Regions from separate parts of the Triticum aestivum genome. Here region 1 is linked to region 2. The links are chromatin contacts, called in public Hi-C maps. All regions are on one chromosome and are shown on one strand. Each heading gives the region's core, a stretch centred on a gene start, on an enhancer-like site or on the middle of the called end of the contact. The rest is flanking DNA. Distances are from core to core; before and after follow the strand shown.

Evidence for each region. A called contact is a pair of places that touch in the nucleus more often than the background predicts.
Region 1: a contact with region 2 is called in a Hi-C map of leaf, with 3 times the contacts expected there. The contact joins the promoter of LOC123187950 here to the promoter of LOC123187947 in region 2. A contact is called at or near these places in 2 of 5 Hi-C or Micro-C datasets (both in leaf).

The regions. Positions count from the first base shown.
Region 1 is chr2A:126,754,719-126,759,958 of IWGSC CS RefSeq v2.1, forward strand. It overlaps LOC123187950 (DNA-directed RNA polymerases II, IV and V subunit 9A), which reads left to right and starts at 3,173. Exons shown (of 4, transcript XM_044599957.1): 1 at 3,173-3,327; 2 at 3,453-3,528. The coding sequence starts at 3,299. LOC123187949 (protein FAR1-RELATED SEQUENCE 5) reads right to left here and starts at 3,078. Exons shown (of 5, transcript XM_044599956.1): 1 at 2,885-3,078; 2 at 2,661-2,803; 3 at 2,320-2,422; 4 at 1-1,758. The coding sequence starts at 2,791.
Region 2 is chr2A:126,625,531-126,630,214 of IWGSC CS RefSeq v2.1, forward strand. It overlaps LOC123187947 (COP1-interacting protein 7), which reads right to left and starts at 3,175. Exons shown (of 10, transcript XM_044599954.1): 1 at 2,868-3,175; 2 at 2,592-2,771; 3 at 2,382-2,487; 4 at 2,271-2,301; 5 at 1,871-1,904; 6 at 987-1,139; 7 at 1-293. The coding sequence starts at 2,926.

The sequences.
Region 1 (5,240 bases), core at 1,923-4,422, 130 kb after region 2:
GCTGTCTTCATCTGTAGACTTGGCAGTCCTTCTCCATCGCTTCAACAGATATATTTGAGGCAACTCCTTGATATTTCTGTAATCAAGCACCTTCAACATGTGACAACATGAAATACCCATAAACTCAAACTTCTTACAAGTGCACATACAAGAGTTATCACTTGAGTTGAATCTAACAAAGTGTTCCTTGGGCTTTTCAGAAGGAGCAACTTTGTAGTCAGAAGTTGTTCCGGCCTCTCCACAAGTGAATAACACAGAGTCCATAAACAGTTCAAACTCTTTACGAAAGATCTCAAACACCACTGGTGTGTACGTATGGGAAGTTTGCTTTAACATCTTGGCTGGGGGTATTCTTGGATAACTTTGACTAGCTTGGAAGTCAGCTTGGAGCTCAGCGTAGCGATGCTCATCTACTGCTCTTTCATAGTGTTTGAAGAAGGATAGCAGATCCAGTTGAGGGCTCAAGAATTTCTTCAAAATGCTACTAAAACTCTCAGCTTGAAGGGAACTTATTATGTCAGCACAAAATATATGCCTATCATATGCCAATGCCCATCTTTCCCTTTCTTCAAACAGTTTAGACAGCCACTCATTATGTCTAAGATCATACTTTTCTAGCATACTTCTCCAAGCAAACACGAATTCTTCCTCTTCCTCATAGCCAAAGACACATTTGCTAAAATCCTTTGCAAATGTCTTTGAGCCTTGGAAAACTTGATTCAGGTGCTTAACAGAATTCTGATATATATGCCAAGCACAAACTCGTTGAGCAGTATTTGGCCAGGCAGCTGCCATTGCACTACTCAACTGAATCGATTGATCTATTAAAGCTACCGCTGGTTCTTTTCCATGCATTGCTATCTTAAAACTCTCAAACAGCCACTTATATGACTCAAATGATTCATCATAAAGCATAGCTGCACCAAAGATAATTGTTTGTCTGTGATGATTCACACCAAGGAATAATGCCAATGGCCTGCCATATCCATTTATCTTGTAAGTTGTGTCTACACATAGTACATCATTGAAGTAGGTGAAGTCCTCTCTAGATTTTGGGTCTGCCCAAAAGAAGTTGGTTAGTTTGTCATCCTCATCAATCTGCATGGTATAAAAGAACGAGGGGTTATCCATTTGCATGGTCTGCAAATATTTTAATATGGCTCCACCATCACCAGGTTGCATTGCCTTCGTGCGCTTTGACCGAAGATAATTCTTGTAATCTGCTGGGAGGAGAGAAATACTTCGAAGGAAACCAACTTGTCTCACAACAAGATCACCAGTTGCTTTTGTGGTTGGTGTCACTACGGAATCATCTGACAGTTCTGCTTCCCCAGACTGAAGTTCTGTTAATATCCTTTGTGACCTTAACATATGCATCGTCGAAGGAGGGGCCAGCTGATGATTGTGCTCTGCTTTAAAATCAGTGACCCTGTATTTACACTCTGGTGTGACTTTAATAATCAGCCGTGCTGGACAGCCAATTCTTGTATCCAACCTTGGTTTCTTTGCCTCCAACGATTTTTTATCCCTGTTGTAACCCTCTCTTGAGCATACAAAAGTCCTTACTTTGGTAATATTTTCAGAAGATTTATGTGACGTGCTTTTTCGAACACTAAAGCCAACATGCCCAGCATATTTATTGTAGAATTCATATGCTTTTTCCTCACTCTCAAATTCCATGTCCACCTCAGGAACAAGCTTAGCAAGTGAAGCCTCATCTATAGGTGGTTCAGCTTCTATCATTCTTCTCATTTTACCCTGGAGAAGTAATCATACATAACTTCAGTAAAAGGAATACATTTAATTGTACCAGAACTTTATCTGCACACAGAACAGGATGAAAATGGCAAAGATATCAGCATGCTAGGGCCAACATGTTAAATTTCAAGACTGGTATGAAGCGCCATAAGGTGTTCGAACATAATATACTAAACACTGGATCAGGAATTCCTTTTTGGAAACGAGTTAAAATTGCCCAAGGGTAGCAGGAAGCCAAACAACTAGACACATGGAACTGTTACATCCTTACAGGCAGCAATGGTTCCTTGTAGCCACTGATTTTAACATAATTCCCAGAAGTTTAAATTTCAGCATTCAAGGGGAAGGGTAGTTCTTATGTAGCATTAAACTTGGTATAAAAACAGCAGCAATAACACGGTTTCGGAAAATTGGACTTGGCTAACCATATGCTAGCTCTTTGCCTGGCTACTACAATATCTCTTAGGAGTTAGGCTCACATTGCGAAAAGATTCACAGAATACACAACACAAGAAAACGGTTATAGGATGATTGACTCAGGACATAAGATTGCGGTTTCACCTTCCTGTAAGCGATGCCACAAGCGTTGCAAAGAGTTCTCGGGCCATCAGGGCCACGTCGCATATGGGGTGTCGCATTACCCGATATACCGCATCGCAGGCACCTAATCAAATACCAAAAAGTTGTCAGAATGATGATAAGTGCAAACATAGAGCTGAACTGAAGCCAATTCTGCAACACGAGAAGCAAAAACAACTGAACTTGAACAATTGGACTGTAACTGTTTGTTTCGTCAGCATCAAACTGGAACACCGCCCAGAGGCAAGACCATTTCGCCGGTCAACAGCATCCCCAACGTCGAGCAAGCAAGTGATAGCGGAAGCACTTGGGCACGCACGTACCGGACGTGGCCGTCGAGGCTGTCGTCGGCGGCGTTGTCGCGGTGGAGCTCCAGCTCCTGCTCCGCCGGCACGGCGGCGTACGGGTGCATCTCCCCTCCGCCTCCATCCGAGGCCACCAGCATGTGCATCATGGCATCACCACCCTGCCACGGCGGCCACACTCACATGAAGAAAATTCACCAAAGATGCCGGAAAAATGGGGAAAAAATTAGTCGAATTCGTACCTTGGGAAGCACCGGCGAGTGATTTGGTAGGAAATTTCGTACGAATTTTGGAAAATCTCTTGGTTTGCAGGAATCGGAGCTAGGGTTTGGAGCCAAGCGGATGAGCGGGGTCGGGATGGGGAGGGGGTGCTGGGATCCGATGCGGCGGCGCGGTAGGTGGCCTCGTGTGGTCTCATCGGCCGCCCGACACGTGTACGCTCCGGATCTCACATGGGCTTACCCATCCCCCCTCCGTCCTCACTGACACAACGGCCCGTGGACCCCGCCCGTCATAAGCCTCTCCCCCCCCCCCCCCCCCCCCGCCCCCCGCAGCCGAAAGCCCGAAACCGAAGAACCCGAGAGGGCGAAGCCGAGAAGGGGACAGCAGCGGGCGAGAGAGGCAGAGAGAGGCGAGGAGACGAGAGCACCGTCGCCATGAGCGCCCTCAAGTTCTGCAGCAAATGGTGAGCAGACAGATCCATCCTTGGCATTCGTCTCCGATGTTTCCTCCCCGGGGATCCAAGAATCTAATTAATGGTCGTTTATATTAATCTCAAAATGTATTTTTGTTGCGTCTCTTTTCCTGCAGCGACAACATGCTGTACCCGCAGGAGGACAAGGAGATGCACACCCTCCTCTACGCTTGCTCGAATTGCCAGCACCAGGTGGTTGCCTTGCTCCTTCTCAGACGATGAATCGTCTTGTGTTTGGATTTGGTTGTTCACGAAACCCTAGGTTCGGTTGGGGATCGGGGTTTGCGGTGCTGATCTGGAATGCTATGTTAGGTTGAACTCGTGGGTTTAGTCAAGGTTTAGTGATCCAGTGACCGATGGTGGCTGCGGATTAAGGTTTGGTGGCACGTTATTAATAAGTTTGTGATTTGTTGGTTTGTTCTGGTAGAGCAACTCTAGCAGAGTCGCCGTATTGGCAGCCTCCATAGCACGTATGGAGCGTGCTCCATAATATTATGGAGGCTGCCGAGGCAAAGCGCCAACTCCGAGTCTGTCGTATTGCGGCCTCCATGTCTTTTTCTTTTCTTTTCTGTTTGTTGGTTGCATCAACTCATTGTCCCACACTCAGTTTGAGGGATTAAACTCTAAATTGAGTTAACATTCGTTACAAAGGTCTTGCATAGGTGGAGAAAAGTCGATTAGCGACATTTTCACACTATAGGTGTTCATCCCATTTGTGCTCCGTGTGGCCGTCGAGGTCGGGGACGGCTTTCTCAAGGGGGGCAAGGCTCAATATGGCGTTTTTCATCTCCTCGAATGTCACCATATTGGCATCGAATTGGCGCCATTCGGCTCACTCCCTCTCCGCTACAAAATCCACCTGGGCCTCCTAGTAGGGTCGCTTGACGACCGAGATCCTCCCTTTACTGTTTGCCATCCAGTTGTCATTAATTCTGTTTATGCCACTTACCTGAAGGTTAAAACCCTGCCTATATAAGCTTGGCTGTGGCTAGGTTGCGTTTATGAGTTTATTCCCCATTTCTGCCATGATGGCAAGAACATCTACAGATATAATTATGCTATGAAATCAATGGCCCTCTTGATTTGGCCTTATAAATGCTTGATTCCACTGTGAGATCTCTCGATTTACTCCAATTAGGTAGGATTGCTACTGGGATCTGGCACCATTGTTGTAGAATAAATATAGGAAGTGATTTTTTGGCCCTTTTTAATTGTTTTCTGATGCGTCTTGATCTTCTTTGTGAAATCCTCAGGAATTAAATCAATACAATGAGCTGCACATGGAGTCCATTTTTTTTTCTCTTTTCCATCAACGACTTATCAGCTGCGTTATAGTTAGCTGCATTGTTTGTTACAACTTAAACAAACTTTATCTTTTTCTACTTCCCCAACAATATCATCTAACATTTCAAACACTTTGTCAGCTGTCTTAGAAATGTTAGAAGTATTGACAGGAGAGAAAGACCATACTTTTTGGGCCATTCACTTTTCTACCTGTCCAGCCACCAGACATTATTGTTCTTTGAATTAAGAAAGCAAATTCTTTGTTCTCTTAACGTCCGGCTTGAGAAATTTTACCCTCACTTTGTGATATGATGGATGTTTAAAACCTTTACTGTATATTTCAATCATCTTTGTCATTCTGAATCCTTGACAACATTAAAATGAGATAGAATTGTTATAGAGAACCCGTCAAATTTGGGTGCAAACCTCTTCTCTCTCTTCTTTTTATGTAATACTAGAACAATGCCCGTGCGTTGCAACGGGATATAAATATTGTAGTACGTTACCTTGTGATTTACCTGTCAATAATAATGCGATTGTGTAAATAAATGTTCATCAAAACCCTGAATTACCTTATATTTTGATTAGAAGTTTGATAAGTAAATTAAAGTGGAATTGGT
Region 2 (4,684 bases), core at 1,925-4,424:
TCTGCTGGATGGTTGGCTTAGATTGCTGTTCAGAGCTCGATCCTGATGGAACATCAACTGAATGTTGGTTGTTGCTTAATCTATCAGTATGCAGGACACTACCCCAACTTGTAGATCTATTGCTGGATCCACCGTGATCGGCCTGTGGCTCATCTATAGACATGTCTGAACTGCAGGAGTCACGAAGATCCCCATCTTCAAAGCTCTTCCAGTGTGATGAAGGTGCTGGGGATGCCTGAGGATTGATGTCTGGACGACGCTGGCAAAGTGACATATATTTGTTGCATGCTTCGCTGGATATAACAAGTTCAAGTTGTCATATGTATCTAAACACCATTCATCAAGAAAGACAACAAAGGAACAAAAAATAAACAACGACTGTGACAGAAGATATCATATCTCAATGCGCTCCAATTCAACATGACCCACCCTCCTAATTCCTAAGAGAACCTTCTCCTGCAAACTTTTCCCAATTTCCAGAATGATAACTTCAGGGTGCTTGAATTATTTCCTAAACTTGAGTTCTATTGTTTCTATACAACTTCCACCATCCAGCATCTCATTTTGTTAATTATGCCATGCTAATCCTCATAGAACTAAGTTTTTTTTTTGCGGGAGCATAGAACTAAGTTGACGTGTATTATAATGGCATTTGATAGAAACAGTCATAAACTTTCTCTTTACAGCTGCATGTTGTTTTATATCCTCAATTAGATCTGCTTGTTTGATGTCAAAAAGGATAACTTGAGCACATCAGTCTACTGCTGATGGGGGCTCACTTATGCTAAATCTGCACATCAACTTTTAGATATACCAAAGTAGTTGTTGCTGGTGGATTGTACCTTAATGTGCTTACTAGATAAGCTGTAGCTGTAATTTCGTTGGACTACTTAACACTGACCACCAAGACTTTCGAGTAATACCCATACGCCTATATGATTGTAAGTTTATAACTGAATTATGGGCTTGACAAGCTTCAATCATACCTCAGCCTGCTGGCACCAAAGTGGTCCGCAAAATGGAGAAGCTCAGAGACACTATCATGGTTGAACCCTGCAGATGATGCCCGGGCACAAGACGTGACAAGGTCTTGTTTAAGTGCACTTAAACGGACATCAATTGCTCTAAGAAGCTCCTTCCTGCACAAAAATAGCCAGGGCATAAATTATGGATAGTTAAGATATTTCAGGTTGCATTAAAAGGGTAAAACTGTAAATTACTTGATACCACGACACAGCCTACAGACAAAAATTATGTATTCAAGATGTCTTGTCTATCAAAAACTCACAGCACATTGCGTTGTCACATGAATGCATATCAATCATTCTAATTTAGTAAGAAGTAGATTGAGTCTTGTACATAAATAAACAAAGGTGTAACAAAAAAAATGATAACCACGGTCCTCCAGTCAATAACATTTCATTAAACTAATAACAATTAGTCCTTATATAAGCACCGTAGACCAATTAAAGGATGGCAGTTTGTTTCACTCAAAGCTCCCAAAAAAGGAAGACAGAAATATATCCACAAAAAGTGCACGAGATGTAATCACAGAATAAAATCGAATTAACCATCCAGGATAAAGAAACTAACTTCATACGGGCGTTATCGTCCACATGCTACAAGTATCTGCACTCTGAATTTTTGCGAAAGGTTATAGAAAGGAGCTAACACGATGGGAACATCATTTCCACAATAATCATATGGAGTATAAACCACAATGTGTGCAAGACTTGGCAAAAAAACTACAGTTAACGTGTTTCATCACAATATTAATCTACTTAACAAAGTACAAACTAATTGTGAATGAATCAATTTTATCTGGCAAACAAGGTAAATGAGCGGCAATTGAAATAAGAGATGGACTTACTTTGTAATGTCTGCAGCTGCTGCTGAGGCTTCAGCTGACAAGCAGAAGAAGAGTTTACATAATTATATCCAGAAGGCAGAAGCATCACATGCTTCCATACATGACAGTAATAATGTCACATTAATCTAACATGTTACCTTATTAATGGAGGTTCATGTTAATATGTGATGAATAATATAGACATGGTGGCATCAATGTATCTAGCATTAATCAAAGGTTCCTAAATTCTTAATGCAAGCCAATAATACAGTTGCCAATTCAACAAGAGAACAATCTCTTGCTACTGGATTTTATCAGCTCCCATTGAGTAACTCCAGTTAAGATGGACTGGGTTTCTCATGATGAACGAGTGTTAATGAACTGTATGAGGTATGAAAAGACTCAAGACATTAGGGCATACCAGCTGGACCCGAGGTAGCACCTACAGCAGTCTGCATAAAGAATTGCCAATTTTAGACAAATGCTACACTGCATAACATGCTGAAAGAACTGCTTGATAATTGATACTCACTCCCTGTGCCGCGTAAATCTTCCTAGCCCCTTCTAGCTGCGACATTTCTGCATCGAACGTATTCGCCATCTCCAGCACCTCCGGCGTGCTCACGAAGCGCACGAACCTTCAAGCACAAAGGAACCAGGCAAGCACCCATCAGAATCCAATCTCCTCGACAATCGACAGACCACCGACCCGAGCACCGCCGCATAAGCCACATCAGCAAACCTCTCGAGGGTGCCCTTGCTGAACCACGCGGCGCGCCGGTCCAGCTGCAGCCGGATGGCCGGCTGCGGCGGCTGGGCCGCCGCCTGCTCCTCCGCGGCGCGCAGGTGCGTCACGAACGGCTTCACCGACCCAGACGCGATCTTCTCCGTCCGCCCACTGCCGGACACCACGAGCTCGCACCTGCGCAGGCAGAGTCAGTCAGCCAGCCACCCTCAGCCCACGCGAAACCGCAACGGAAGGGCGAGGCATCCCCTCCCCAGTGCCCCGCTTCCTCACCTGGAGCGGCGGGGGGAGAGCTGGAAGAGCGCGTAGTCCAGCGGCGCGTCGGGCTCCATGGCAGCGCCGCCGTCGCCGGCGAGGTCGGATCTGGTGGATCGCGGACGAGACCCGCCCCCCGCCCCTCCGCCTCCGCCGGAGCCGCCCCCGGGTAAACGCCGGGGAGACGGCGAGCCGCGCAATGCAGCTCCCGCGGCGACGAGATCGCGCGCAGCGGCGGCGTGCTGCGGCGGCGGCCCGGATCTCGGCCGCGCGCGCCCGAATCCGATAACGTGCGCCCTGCTGCGCTGTGGGGGGAGGGAGCGGAGTGGAGGGGGAGAGGACTAGAGAGAGAGAGAGCTCTGCTGGTTTGGTGGAGCTGGAGACTGGTACTGCCCTACGCCCTCTCTCTCCTCCGTGAGAAATGCGGGAGGAAAAACGGACGAAGGTGAAACGGGAAACTTCCGGGGGTGTTTCGGGGAGATTAGCGGCCCTGATCTGGAGTTTCGGGGGAGCTTAGGCGTGATTAAGAGAGATTACGAGAGATTGTTGCTTTTGTTTTCATTTTCGTTTTTTATTATCCGTTTTCTCTGCTTTATGCGGCGGTGGCTGGCTTTTCGGGATAACAACGGCTTTGAGTGGACTGTTGGTGCGGGTCTGACCATTTTGCCCCTCAACAGAAAACGAAACTGGATGAGGGGCTCTGGTTTTGAATTTCGGAGGAGGGATTTTTCGAAAAGGATCACTGTCGTTGCTACTGACACGAGGATGGTGGGTGTGTAGCTTTTGTCTTGATTATTGAAAAAATGTACTGCAACGTACCGTGTTTTCTGTTTTGTCAATTTGTAACCCCAAACACCAATCTTTCGCGCGACAACTGGAAACAAACGTTACTATAACACATCTTTCAGCGACAGCAAGTGACGATGTGGGCATTTTGTTTTATCTTTTTTATTTTGCATGAAAACTACGACGTGGCCAACCATGATGAATTTGTTTGGTTGCAGCAAGGGCAATGGAAGATTTGCTACATAAGTTTGGTTTACGTTTACATATCTTGATTTTTTTTATTAGTTGTTGCATTATGCATTTAGCGTTGATTGCTAGTTTGGTTAACGTTTACATATCTTGATTTTTGATTAGTTGCTGCCTTACACATTGCGCGTTGATGTACTGGTTGGAGTTCACTTTTTGTGTGCCCATGCTATGCCTAGGGCGTGACTCGCAAGGGTATTATTGGTTAGGCACAGTGAACAGTGGTTAAGCGCCCCAAAAAAATTCTAGTCTAGTCGTTCTATAGGATCAGGGAGCCTCGAGAGGTCAAGAGCTCGACAGTGACGTCTCTTTATATATTTAGAAAGGATTTATCATTAATTTATGCAGCTCTCATATGGCGTTTGTCTAGTTATAGCATGGCATTATTACAGTCATGCATGCATAGTTGATACAAATAAATGAGGAAGAACCACCTCCTGATTTTCCTTTTATATCTTCTCATCATTTTACCTAGAGAAAAGTCCACATTACAATCTTGAACTAACCACACAGTTTAATATTCAACCCTCAACTACAAAATCGGTCATTCTACACCCCGAACTAACCACATGGTTCAAAAATCAACCTTCCATCCGGTTTTGACTCATTTGAGTGGTTTTGACCGCGTTGACCGGTGACTTGGCAGTGCCAAATCAGCAGCCCATGCAATAAAAAAGTTGGTTGGATCGTTCTCTTTGTAGTTCTCTCGTTGATTTGACCCGAGCTCTGCAAAACAGCCGCCGCTGCCTTGTTTGACAGCCCCGCTGACGACCAACCAGCAGCGCTGCACCTCCCCCCATATC